Linked DNA regions of Sus scrofa: region 2 is linked to region 1. A link is a contact called in public promoter capture Hi-C data. All regions are on one chromosome and are shown on one strand. Each heading gives the region's core, a stretch centred on a gene start, on an enhancer-like site or on the middle of the called end of the contact. The rest is flanking DNA. Distances are from core to core; before and after follow the strand shown. Region 1 holds the start of EXOSC6 (exosome complex component MTR3). Region 2 holds the start of FUK (L-fucose kinase).

Region 1 (6,589 bases), core at 1,168-3,667:
TCAGACGTCGGCCATGCTCTTCACAGTGGATAATGAAGCTGGCAAGATCATCTGCTTGTGTCAAGTCCCCCAGGTCAGAACACCCTGTGGTTTTGCTCACAGCAGCTCTGGGCCAGTAGAAAGTGATGTCTGTAGCTTTTCTCAGGGAGCTCAGTTCCTAGTTGTTTGCCAAGACCCATGTGTGTGCAGCCCCTGTTAGAATGGCCATTCCTCTGCCTACCTCTTAGTCACCTCCCCAACACTGCACACCCTCAGCCCTTCCCTCCCTGGTGGATATGTCTAACTCTGCTGGCCTTACTACTCCATCTGTCTCCCTGGCTGTGGGACCAGCTGTAGGATCCGTGGACGCTGACAGCATCACCCAGGGCGGGATGGGTTATCTGGCTCCCCTGTTCTTTTTCTTTCCTTCCCCACTCCTTGTCTCCTTCCATCCCAACCTCTGTCCTGACTCCCATTTCTCCTTCCTCTCTTCTAGAATATAGCCAACCGGGGCCTGAAAGCCAGCGAGTGGGTGCAACAGGTGTCAGGCCTGATGGATGGCAAAGGTGGTGGCAAAGATGTGTCCGCTCAGGCCACAGGCAAGAACGTGGGCTGCCTGCAGGAGGCGCTGCAGCTGGCCACTTCCTTTGCCCAGCTCCGCCTGGAAGATGTGAAGAACTGAGGGGGAAGGGTGGCTTCCACAGGGAGGTGTCTCCTCACTCAGATGCATCCGTCCAACCAGGAGCTCTCCGTCTGCCACAAGGGACATTTTAATCTTGGGACCTTTAAGCAGCCCCATCTGTCCTCCTAACCCAGCAGTAACTGTAACTTAACCTGGGAGCCAGCCTGTGACTCAATGCCCTTGTTACATTTCTGCCCTGAACACGTCAGCACCATCTGTTAGAACCACTACCCTAGGATTGCTGTTTATCGTTGTCAAGCTTGTGTCTATAGAAAGAGTTCTCTGTAGACCCAAGGTTCTGGGCCTGCAGGAAGGAATCATTTTTTGCTGCAGAGAATAAAAGGACCATGTGCAATACTTGATAATGCCACATGATCGCTTCTCTCCCTTCCCTCCCGCACATCCTACCCATAGGCACCCCTGGTGTGAGAGCCTGTGGCTCCCCGGGTGTCTGTAGAATAAGTGCTCCAACTGGCTTCTGGTTGCAGCCATTGCCAAGTCTAGCCCTAGACCCCTGAACTTTGGGAATAATGGCTCAGGACTTACATGTAGAGGTGGCCCACAGAATAGGGGGGTTAGATGAAGAGAGGCATTCATCATTCAATGGAAGGTGATTCAAGGGATTATTGGAGGCAGAGAGAATCTCCTTGGAGCCTCTTGTAGGAAAACCTTTCCATTTCTTAGGCCCATATCCCTCTTCCTCTTGGTGTGCAGGTTGGGTGTAGATCAGAAGCATTCTTTGGTATAGGAGGCATTTAGGGTAGATCACTTGCTTCCCTCCACTCCTTTGCCTGTCCCCTCATTCCTGGTTCCAGGACTTAAAAGTTGGACATTGAGGATGGAGACTCTGACCTGGTTTGCCCCTTCACCCAAGTCTGAAGACAGCTAGGTTTGGAAGCAGCAGTGTATAGTAGTTGGTTGTGCCCCCTCTGGCTGATTTCCAGTCCACTGGGTACAGCAGGCTGGCTCTGAGGCCGAGGGTCATTTCTCAGTCCTGCTGACTTTGGAGAGAGGAGGAAAAGCAGGTCTATGGCAGCTGAAGCAGCAGAGGCCAACAGTCACAAGGCCTGGGAATGAAAGGCTGTTCTCACACGGAGTTATGAGAGCTAGGTAGAAGGAAGGTGCTGAGGCCCTGACTGCAGCAGCTGCATGCCTGGTATGGAGTGTCAGGGATACAAAGAACTCACAATCCAGTGCAGGAGACAGTTCCATTTATTCATTAGCAAGCGTTTATGCCAGCCAGGGCACTGACAGTACAGCAGTGACCAAGACAAAAGGTCACTGCACTCTTAGGCAAGGCAGTAGGAAACAGAAAATTGTCACACGGGAGTTCCAGTTGTGCAGTGGGATCATTGGTGTCTTGGGAGCGCTGGGACCCTTCGATCCTCAGCCCAGCACAGTGGGTGAAGGATGTGGTGTTGCCACAGCTGTGGCTTTCGTTGTGACTGGCTGATCCCTAGCCCAGGAACTCCACATGCTGTGGGATGGCAAAAAAAGAAAACAAAAAACAAAAAAATAATCATACAAATAAATGCAAAATTAAAATGACTACAATTTCACATCGGCTAAAGGTCGGCCAAGCAGGTCTAGGTCCCACTTCTGCAGGCCTGCCTCACAGCCACCCAACCACGAAGCACCTGGTGTCCTCGCTGCTGCCTGGGGCTCTACAGCGCTCGCCGTTCTCCCTCCGGGGCGGCAGGGGTCAGTGCAGCGCCGCCCGCTGCTATCCCGACAGCCCTCGCGCGGGCGCGCGACTTTAAGCGAGCGGAAGAGCAGGCGCGCGAGGCAGGACGGGCGGAAGTGGCTTGTACTCTAGGTGCTGCCATGCCCGGGGACCACCGCCGCATCCGCGGGCCTGAGGAGTCGCAGCCGCCGCAGCTGTACGCGGTCGGCGAGGACGAGGAGCCAGCCGCCCGTGACCCGACGCGGCTGCGGCCCGTGTACGCGCGCGCCGGGCTACTGAGTCAAGCCAAGGGCTCGGCCTACCTGGAGGCTGGAGGCACCAAGGTGCTGTGCGCCGTGTCCGGCCCACGCCAGGCCGAGGGCGGCGAGCGCGGCGGCGGCCCGGCCGGAACGGGCGGCGAGGCCCCGGCCGCGTTGCGGGGCCGCTTGCTCTGCGACTTCCGCCGCGCGCCCTTCTCGGGCCGACGGCGCCGCGCTCCCCCAGGCGGCGGCGAGGAGCGTGAGCTGGCGCTGGCGCTGCAGGAGGCGCTCGAGCCGGCCGTGCGCTTGGGTCGCTACCCGCGCGCGCAGCTTGAAGTGTCGGCGCTGCTGCTCGAGGACGGCGGCTCGGCGTTGGCCGCCGCTCTCACGGCCGCCGCGCTCGCCCTGGCCGACGCGGGCATAGAGATGTACGACCTGGTGGTGGGCTGCGGCTTAAGCCACACTCCTGGGCCCGCACCCACCTGGCTGCTGGACCCCACGCTGCTCGAGGAGGAACGCGCCGCCGCCAGCCTCACCGTGGCGCTCATGCCGGTGCTTAACCAGGTGGCCGGGCTGCTGGGCAGCGGGGAGGGTGGCCCGACAGAGAGTTGGGCAGAAGCCGTGCGCCTGGGTCTCGAGGGCTGCCAGCGCCTCTACCCAGTTCTGCAGCAGTGCTTGGTACGGGCCGCCCGCCGGAGGGGCGCCTCCGCGCCGCCTTGAACCATAAGTGTGAGCAACGACGCCGAGGAGCAGGCTACCGCTGTCGCCGAAAGAACCCGAGCCGTCGGCTTGCAGACGGCGCTGAGCCAAGAACTAGAGCCCGGGAGAGGATCTGGGAAAGTGCGCTCAGAACTGATGTGCCGGACAGCTGTGTTTTTTTTTTTGTTGTTTGTTTTATAAACTATCGTTTAAGAAACTTTTCTAATTGGGTTGGCGCTCAGCTACGACCCAGTTGAAGAAACCTGCTACTGCAGTCTGATTTCCAAGGTGGAAAGGACTTTAGGTGGACTTGCCTGAAAAACGGGAACCTGCAGCTAGTGCCTTGTGAGGGATGGACCCTGTGCGGGCCACTTAGTGACTGTCTCCTATCTAATGGGCCTGCTTTTGAGATAATAGACAAGGGGGTTGTGTCTTCCCACTTCTATCTGAACTAAAACAGAAATTCTTTTATAGCTGAAAAGTTCTTCTGTTGTTCTTCTTGGTACAGGATAGAGCAAGGCTCTCCTGAGCTGTGTAGTGTGTTCTTGGACTCAAGGCTTGGGACAGTATTATTTTAAATGTGTCCTGGTGTCCCTGGTCCAGTCTTGGTTCCTGGAAGAGGACATTTGACTGCCAAGAGTGAGAGTTTCTGAATGTTGGGAAACTAGATGCAGCCTGTTCCATTAGGGCAGAGCTGGCCTGTCTGACCACAAGGGTGGACTCGTCCCTGTGTGGCTCCGGAGCGCTGTGGGTTTGTGCTCAGGTCTGGATTGGAGAAAGGCCTGGCAGCCTGTTCTCCTCTGCCCTGACTTGGTGTGAGCTTCTGAGCTTGTGTGTCTCCGAGGCCTGCTCAGCTTCTCTAGAAAGGGGCAGTTGAGAGACTGTAGTGAGGCTTTGAGACTACACTAAGGACCCCTGACCAGGGAAAAGAAAATTTTATTTCTCCTCAGTGACATATTTTTCCAAAGCAGATCTGAAATATGTAAGATCACACCAGCAAGAGACAAGGTAGAAACAACATAAAAGTGATACTCCTGCTGAGACCCAGAGAGGACAGGTAAGGCTTTGGCGAGGGGCGGGGAGAAGCAGCTAGGGAGGTACCTGTAGTCAGAGGGCTGGTGGTGCTCCCAGGGGGGCCCTTTCCAGCTGCCTCTTAACAGGAGTGGCCTCAACTTTATGAGAATGGTGAGCTGGTGCTGGGCACTTGGAGGGCTCCTTCCTTCCCCGCTAGCCCCCAGATGGTCATCTGGAAACATGATCCTCAAGCTAAAGTCAGCACTGGGGGGAGGCTTCCCAGCTGGACTGGCTGAGCCATGCCTCCACTTCTTTGCGCTTGCTCCAGCGTGGGTGCTACTCAAGGCAGGGGATAGGAACCGCCGAAGAAAGTGCCTGGAGCTGATGAGACTGGGGGAGTTCCAGCCTTCTACTGGCTGCCCTCCTGGTCTGATGCGTGATTCTTTACCTGTAGAAGAAGCAGAAGCAGGACTTTAGCCCAGAGGGCTGAGAGGCAGGGTATGACTAGGAAAAGGAGGTTCAAATGCTAACACCTTCTAGTCTCCCATCCCCACCTCCCTTTCTTGGCAGCTTTGGCCTCAGTGCTACTGTAGACCTGGAAACCCAGAACCATCAGACAGAAGAAGGCATTTTTCTCCACCTAGCTCAGTCTTGCCTAGATGTGACTCAGTCTTGGGCGGCAATAAGGGTTACCGTGGAGCCCAGCAGGCCAAGGGGCAGCCAGAGCTGGCAAGTGGAGGAAAGGTAGCTCCTCACTGCGAATCCCCCAGCAGCCCTGGCCTTGCTGAGATGACCCCAACAGCGGTAGGGGCTTGGCCTGCCTCAGGGACCATCAATAGGAGAGGAGGATGTGTTAGGGCAGGGAGCACTCGCACCCTTTAACGCTGCGCAGAGGGCGCATATCAGATCCTGGCTGGGATGGGCTCAGTCTGGGAAGGTCGGTGTGCTCCTGCTTTTCTGGGGCACATGATACAGTGCAGAACAGCCCAAAGACCCTGGGGTCGCGGGTTGAGAGGGGCAAGCTTACCAGATGGTCCTCAGGCAAGGAGTTGGGGACCATGAGGCACACCTGTGATAATCCCTCTATAATGCTCAGCGCTCCTTCTCCACCAACTTTCCAGGAGGAGAGGGTGTTTTAGCCCAGAACTGGTTCAGCTCCCCAGCAGTAGCCCCTGGTCCACTTGAGCCATTGCAGCCCAAATTAAGAGGGCAGGGCCCCATCTTCTGGGCACTGCCTGTGATGGAAGTCATGTGTCTCTTGCACAAACCCAAGATCCTCCTTGCTCACAGGGAGGCCATAAGGACCCAAACATAAGGCTGAGGATGGGGGTGGGGGCGGCACCAGGCCACTCACTGCCTCCTTGGGGTCTTCTGGGTCTGTGATCGGGGAGCTGTCTGCCTCTGGATGGGTCCTCTGGCCTGTAGGCTCCTGATGAGGTTCTACGGTTCTGTATGAGGGACCCTTACTCCTGGAGCTCCGGTTCTGTTCGCAGTCCTCCGTCCCTGTACAGGGAGGGTCACTGGTCAGTGGATGGGTTTGAAGACCCCAGCTAACTCCAAAGAGGCCACTTGATACCCAGCACTCGTCTAGGGTTTCTAGGACTCGAGAGGACAAGATGGGTTGGGACACTGCTCTGGCTCCAGACAGCTGCTGAATGGCTGGGGGTCTTAGAACTATCCAGAAGTCAAAAGGGTCCTCAAGCAGCAGGAACACCCAGGGATAGTAGGGGAAGTGCACTCCAGGGAGGGTGAAGAGGAGCCCTGCAGATAGGGAAAGACGAGGCAGGATCCCAGGACCTTCAGGAGTGGAAAAACCTGAGCCTGCTAAGAGTGTGTCCTGGGCCTACACTGGGGGGTGTCTGACCTGGAAGCTGGTCCATCTGCTGGTCCATGCGGTCCACAGTCTCCAGCAGGTGATCCACCTGGGCTTTGATCTGGCTCAGCTCTCCTCTGATGGAGTGCAGCTCCTCAGTCTGGACTGTTGGCAGAGGGGCCAGAGTTTGTGCCCCACCAGGCTCAGGAGGCAGAAGGCAGTGCTGCCAGGACTCCTTAGCCTGCGAAGGGCACGCCAGCTCCCCCAGCCCTGCAGGTGACGGCTGTGCCCCCTCACTCACGCTTTATCTGCCCTGCAGGCAGTTGACTAGTCCTGGGAGCCTTGTGGGGACTAAAGCTGTGCTTGACCCCCGGGCCCACGTGGGTCCCCCGGATCTTGGTAGGTGCACGGTTGATTAGTGGAGGGATCCTTTGGTAGTCACACACCCTGTGGGGACAGGACAGAGAGATGTCAGGCCA
Region 2 (6,589 bases), core at 2,399-4,898, 170 kb before region 1:
AGACTGGCCACAACTCCCTGTGTTATCTTCAGCACCCCCAACCTTCTCTGACCTCCCATGGTTAAGTTGTGTAACAGACAGAAGCCCCCATCTTGTTCACACGGGGGCTGCAACCCCCCAAGCAACAACATGAAGAAGCAGACCCATTCCTCCAAGATGCAGGTCCACTGACAGGCAAACCTGGCTCCAGAACTCCCCATCGCCCAACAGAAAATATCTTAAAACTGCGCTGCAGCTCTACCCATACCTCCTTCCCTCCTCCCTTCCTCCCTCCTTCCCTTCCTTCCTGTGGTGCTCTGTCACAGGAAGCAGACCTGGAATGCAAACTGACAGCTCTGCCTGCTTTCTCCAGCTCCCTCCCCTGCTTCCCTCCCCCAATAAATCTCTCGCAAGCCTAATCTCATCTTGTCATCTGCTTCTCCAAGGACCTGAACCAACATGGAGAGTAGGTGATCTTCCTCCCGGCATCGTTAAAGGAAAAATTACTGTTAAGAACCTCTAACAATGTCTGGGAAGTACTTTCTTTATCCCGAAAGATGAGGAAACTGAGGCACAGAGTGATTAAGTAACTTGCCCAAGGTCACACACCTAGCAACTGGTAGAGCCAAATTGGAACCTGGACACCCTTTTTCCAAAGTCCGTTCTCTTTTTTCTTTTTGTCTTTTTGCCATTTCTTGGGCCGCTCCCGTGGCATATGGAGGTTCCCAGGCTAGGGGTCTAATTGGAGCTATAGCCTCCGGCCTACTCCAGAGCCACAGCAACGCGGGATCCGAGCCGGGTCTTCGACCTACATGGCAGCTCATGGCAATGCTGGATCGTTAACCCACTGAGCAAGGCCAGGGATGGAACCCGCAACCTCATGGTTCCTAGTCAGATTCGTTAACCACTGCGCCACGACGGGAACTCCAAAAGTCCATTCTCTTAACTGCTACACTGAACATACTTTGTAAGGTTGAAAAAAGAACAGAAGTACTAAATTTATGTGAAGTGGCCAATACAAGGTGACAATGAAATGGTGGCGTTGATGATGACAGCCACTATGCGGGAGCTCACCCAACGACTCTGACCCACAGTTAAGACATTATGATTTTTTTTTCTTTTTTTTTTTTTTTGTCTTTTGTCTTTTTGTCTTTTGTTGTTGTTGTTGTTGCTATTTCTTGGGCCGCTCCCGCGGCATATGGAGGTTCCCAGGCTAGGGGTTGAATCGGAGCTGTAGCCACAGGCCTACGCCAGAGCACAGCAACGCAGGATCCGAGCCACGTCTGCAACCTACACCACAGCTCACGGCAACGCTGGATCGTTAACCCACTGAGCAAGGGCAGGGACCGAACCTGCAACCTCATGGTTCCTAGTCGGATTCGTTAACCACTGTGCCACGACGGGAACTCCGAGACATTATGACTTTTCATCCCCCCAACACCACTGCCAAGTAAGTAAATATTCTGTCCATTTTAGAAATGCTAGTAGGTGCTACAGCCATGAGTGGAACCTGGGTTTCTCAGCTTCTTATTTAGGTCATGGTGATGCTGATGTTTGACCCTAAGCGAAGGTGATAAAAGAGAGCAAGAAAGAAATACCCCAAAGAGAGCCCAAAGGTCCGAGCCTTATAGTGACTGGTCGTGGAACAGTGACTGAGACAACTGGGCAGATGACAAGTCATGGGCAGAGAAGGGAGGACAGCACAATCTGGACTGTCCTCTATCAGAGATTGGGGCAGAGGGGTGTTCCGGTTGTGGCTCAGTGGTTAGCAAACCCGACTAGCATCCATGAGGACGTGGGTTCAGTCCCTGACCTTGCTCAATGGGTTAAGGATCCAGTGTTGCTGTAAGCTGTGGTGTAGATCACAGATGCAGCTTGGGTCCTGAGTGGCTGTGGCTGTGGCTGTGGCATAGGCCTGCAGCTGTAGCTCCAATTCAACCCCTAGCCTGGGAGCCTCCATATGCCGCAGGTGCAGCCCTAAAAAGACAAAAAAAAAAAAAAAAAAAAAAAAGAGAGAGAGAAAGAGAGATTGGGGCAGAGGAATAGTCTTAGGCTGAGAATCAATCCCCAGGGGTCAGTTCTCATCTCTGCCTCTTCCTGTGTGATCCTGAGCAGGTTACTTAACCTCTCTGATCCTCAGTTTACTAATCTGAAAACTAGGGCCAAAGATACTAACCTCCTAGGACCGTTGCATTAAATAAGACATAAAATATGTGGCACAAAGCAGGAGCTCAATGAATAGTAGTTCTTTCTAGTGGGGGAAAGCAGCAGGAGAGTAAAACCTGACCCTAAAGCAGGTTGGAGTGAAGGCTCTGAAATACCCTCTGGGTCAAAGATGCCCCTAAAGAAGAAAAAACCCAGAGAAGGCCTGGAGAAATCAGCCAAGACCAGGTAGCCTGCCTTGCCAGATCAGCCTAAAGGGTGTTTTGAGAACACAAAAGATGGAATAGCACCAGTAGCTTAAAGAGTGTCTTTTCTGGGCACTATACCAAAGACACGCTGAAGTATTAGCTCATGTGACCCACTCAATGGCCCTATGAGTTGAATTTTACCACACTTACATTGTACATCAGGGAACAGTAGCTTAAAGAAATGAAATCATCTGCCCAAGGTCACATACAACTAGTACAGGTAGGTCAGGTGTCCAACTAACTCCAAGGTTCATATTCTTACCTAGCCTGTAGAAACAGACATCTCTCCTGGAGTCTTTACCCTCTGTCACACCTGACATCTGCACAGAACTCTTAGAGAATACAGGCCTCTATTCCAATATTGTGCACACTTCCAACAGAACTTAATCTACTGAGGCCAATTTCAAATAGTTTTTACTGTCCTCAGCCACACGCTGCCAAAATCAGGACAGGGAAGGGGAGCCAGGAACAGAATAAAACAATAAGGCTTCTTCATATTTGCTTTTTGAAGAGAGGTGGGGCATGGATTTTGCACTTTAGAGCTTTAAAGGGAAAAAACAGCCTCAGGAAGGGATCTGATTTGCCTTCTAGGAGGAAAAACAGGCAGAGTAAGGGTGACTGGGAGTAAAATTGCATTGCAAATTACACAAACGGCATATAATTGAGATTTGTGGGTAATGACGAGCCCCGATGGGGTAAACTGAGGCAGGAGAAGTGACCTCAAAGCAACCACCAGCGCTGGCATCCAGCGCCCCACCTGCCTGTCGTTCCAATCTTGGGCGTCCCCAGAAACACCCAGACCAGCGAATAGAGGGACCATACAGACTCCCCCTACAGCAAGTAGGAGACGGGGGTGCCAGCAGAGCTCCCGGAAACTATTACCTATCAGAAACCAGCCAGCGGCTCAGCTCAGTCCCCGCGGGTCCAAAAGTGTGGGCTGGGAAGCAGCTGCGGTACTGGGGTGTGCAAATGCTGGGACCCACAGGGACCTACAGCATACCTGCCTCCTCCCGGCGCTCGGCGCAGGGGACTTTTTAAGGCGAGGCTGTGTGTGCCTTCGCTGAGCACCCTGGGAAATGTAGTTTCAGCCCTCCTCCAGCCTTGGCTTGTCCGCCCCCAAAAGACGACCTCTCAGCTAACACAAATGGCAAACGGAGGTGGTCAGGGCACCGCTTTCCTAAAGGGCAGTGAGTCTTCACTTCGAGAAGGGGCGTGACGGGGAAAAGGGAGCTCCGCTGGGCAGCAAAACTACAACTCCCAGAGGAACGAGTGCGTCTTAAAGACAAAGCTCTTTTTCCGGAACTCCGGGTTTCAGGTTTGGATTTTGTTTGTTCGTTCAACCCCGTGGCCCGGACGTGGGGCCGCGGTTTTTCTACGAAGAGGAGGGAGAAGAAGAAGAAAAAAAAAAAAAATCTAACTGGGAGGGGAAAAAAGCCACAAGTGTCGTTCGAGCGTGAGCGACTACGGTTGGATTGGCAATTGGCCATGCTCTCGCGGGTTCATCACGTGAAAGTTTCCGGTAGAAACTTTCTAACTCTCTAGTGGGAAGATCTGTGGATCTTCTGGAAAAGTTATGAATGGCAGTATTGTTTGTAGTGGCGGAAATTTGGAATCTTTCCCTCTGTCTCTTTCTAGGGTACTGGAAAAATAAACTAGGCACATCTATGCTATGGAATACCATGCAGCAGTCAGAAATAATGAGCTAAATCTGTAGGTACCATAGAGAAAGATGTTCGCCACAGTTTGTAACAGAACATTATGCATGGGAAGCTACTCATGTCAAAAATAATGTATGTGAGGGCCTAGGGTTAAAGAATACAGCGTTGTCACTGCTGTGGTTGGGCTTCTATCCCTAGCCCAGGAACTTCCCCATGTTGCAGGCAGAGCCACAAAAATAAATATGTATCTGGACACATAGGACATAAGAACAGGAACAGGACTGGAAGGAGACTGCCAAGGACGGAGATAAACAGGGAGAACTTGAGCTTTATTTGTATTGTTTGAATTTTTCTTATGAGAATTACTTTCCAAATCTACTGTTGTTAATGGTGAGCCTGAGAGGCCCAAGTGGTCAGTCTCAGAGAAGATGAGGGATTCTGCTCTAACTGTAACCTTGGCCAGTCACTTGGCTACTCTGTGTCTTTTTGTCTTCATCTGTAAAATGTGTTAATACTAGTATCAAATGCAAAAAAAAAAAAAATACTAGTATCAAATGCCTGAACTTGCTAGGAGGATAAACTAAGTAACTGCTTAGAGTTGCCTGGTGGCTCATTGGGTTAAGGATCTGGCATTGTCACTCCTGTGGCTCAGGGTCGCTGCTGTGGGGTAGGTTTGATCTCTGGCCTGGCAACTTCTGCATGCCTCTGGCTTGCCCCCCACCCCCCTGCCACAATAAAAGGTAAATGCTTGACTCCACAGTAAATGCTCCAAAAATGTTAGCCATTATTACAATGATTGTTGTTATTATTCCCATGTAGCCCCATTAAGGCAGGATCTGTGGTTTGTTTTCTCTTGGAGCCTCAGTCACTAGAACGTGGCTAGGACATTGCAGGTAGTTAAAATAATGTTAAATGAAGGAAGGAATAAAGATCAATCCCCTCCTCAGCTCCCACCACCCTACTTCCTCCCCTAAACGTCTCTTCTTCCTTCAGTCCTCAACCGCTGGTGTCATCCCCTCTCGTCGTCACCAGGTCCCATCCTTCTTCTCCCACTTCAGCACTTGCTCTTTTTTTCTGTGAACCCAGGAGGCCTCCAGGGAAGTGATAAGCTGCCTCCCATTGCTGCTGTACTCAGCAATGCAGATCCTGGCTCTGCAGTGGAGTGGAAGGCAGGGATGCCTGCAGCTGCAGCTTTGGTGGGAGCTCAAGGAAAACAATGAGTTCCAAGGAGCTGGAGGCGAAGGGCTTCACCCTGTCTCCTAGGGCAGGGATGTGGGCCAGATGAAGGAGTGGCTCCAAGGCCTCGAGCAAAGTTACTCACAGGTTTATTTAATAATCTAAACCCCTTGGTGAAATCTGTCAGCAGCAGACAAAAAAAAAAAAAAAAAAAACCAAACACATGTAGTTTATCTGTGTATAGACCCACTGTCTGCGGTAGACAGAGCCATTAAAAAAACATTCTGGGGAGTTCCCATCATGGCTCAGAGGAAATGAATCTGACTAGTATCCATGAGGATACAGGTTCGATCCCAGGCCTTGCTCATTGGGTTAAGTGTCCAGCGTTGCTGTGAGCTTTGGTGTAGGTTGCAGACACGGCTCACATATGGCATTGCTGTGGCTGTGGTGTAGGCTGGCGGCTACAGCTCCAATTTGACCCCTAGCCTGGGAACCTCCCTATGCCATGGGCGTGGCTCTAAAAAGACAAAATAAATAATTAATTAAAATGACACTACTTTAAAAAGAAATTCTTGAGTTCCCGTCCTGGCTCAGTGGTTAACGAATCTGACTAGGAACCATGAGGTTGCAGGTTCGATCCCTGGCCTTGCTTAGTGGGTTAAGGATCCGGCGTTGCCGTGAACTGTGGTGTTCACGACGACGCCACTCAGATCCCGCATTGCTACAGCTCCGATTAGACCTCTAGCCTGGGAACCTCCATATGCTGCAGGTGCAGCCCCAGAAAAGGAAAAAAGACAAAAAAAAAAAAAATCTGATGCAGTAATATAGGGTAGATTCTAGTGGTTAAATAGAGAGTTTGGAATTAAACAAATCCTTCCCACTTTCTCATCACTTTCTGACAGTATGAGCAAGCCACTCAAATTATTTGAGTCCAGTTTTTCCTCGGAAAAATACAGGAGTATTTGCCATTGTTGGAAGTATTCAATGAGTTAATATACATGAAGGGTCTGGCACAGTGCCTGGCAGAGAGTAGGCATCTAACTTCCTTATTGAACTATCATGCTACTAGAGTGTGAGGGTGCAAGTCTAAAGGCTTCTTGGAGGAGGTGTAATCTGCAGGACCCTGCATGAGATGTGTGGCTGCTGCTGATATCAGGGAATCCCTCTGGGAGCCAGGATTACCCACGGGGTATCTTAGATTGAATTCCCTAGATGCAGAGCCTGAGAAAGGGATTCTTGTGCAAACAATTTATTAGGGCAGTGAGGGAGGCATAATAGGCCAGAGGAAGAAGTCAGGCAAAGAGGTGGGTACAGCTAAATTTAGCCTCAGTCTGATCCTATGGGGAGCTCTGGAGCACAAAATGC

Evidence for each region. Promoter capture Hi-C pulls out the DNA fragments that hold promoters and counts their contacts.
Region 2: a promoter capture Hi-C map of liver shows a contact between it and region 1, with 2.8 times the contacts expected there. The contact joins the promoter of FUK here to the promoter of EXOSC6 in region 1. A contact is called at or near these places in 2 of 5 promoter capture datasets (fetal liver and liver), 1 of 47 Hi-C or Micro-C datasets (heart right ventricle) and 1 of 2 datasets of contacts at active chromatin or transcription factors (alveolar macrophages).

Annotation. Positions count from the first base shown.
Region 1 is chr6:13,292,770-13,299,358 of Sscrofa11.1, reverse strand. It overlaps EXOSC6 (exosome complex component MTR3), which reads left to right and starts at 2,417. Exons shown (of 1, transcript XM_021093792.1): 1 at 2,417-3,768. The coding sequence starts at 2,486. The coding sequence ends at 3,304. It overlaps AARS (alanine--tRNA ligase, cytoplasmic), which reads left to right. Exons shown (of 23, transcript XM_021093791.1): 22 at 1-73; 23 at 476-1,023. The coding sequence ends at 661. It overlaps LOC100525750 (RNA-binding Raly-like protein), which reads right to left. Exons shown (of 7, transcript XM_003126878.3): 4 at 6,412-6,557; 5 at 6,162-6,275; 6 at 5,652-5,800; 7 at 4,190-4,745. The coding sequence ends at 4,707.
Region 2 is chr6:13,468,830-13,475,418 of Sscrofa11.1, reverse strand. It overlaps FUK (L-fucose kinase), which reads right to left and starts at 3,648. Exons shown (of 24, transcript XR_002344515.1): 1 at 3,273-3,648.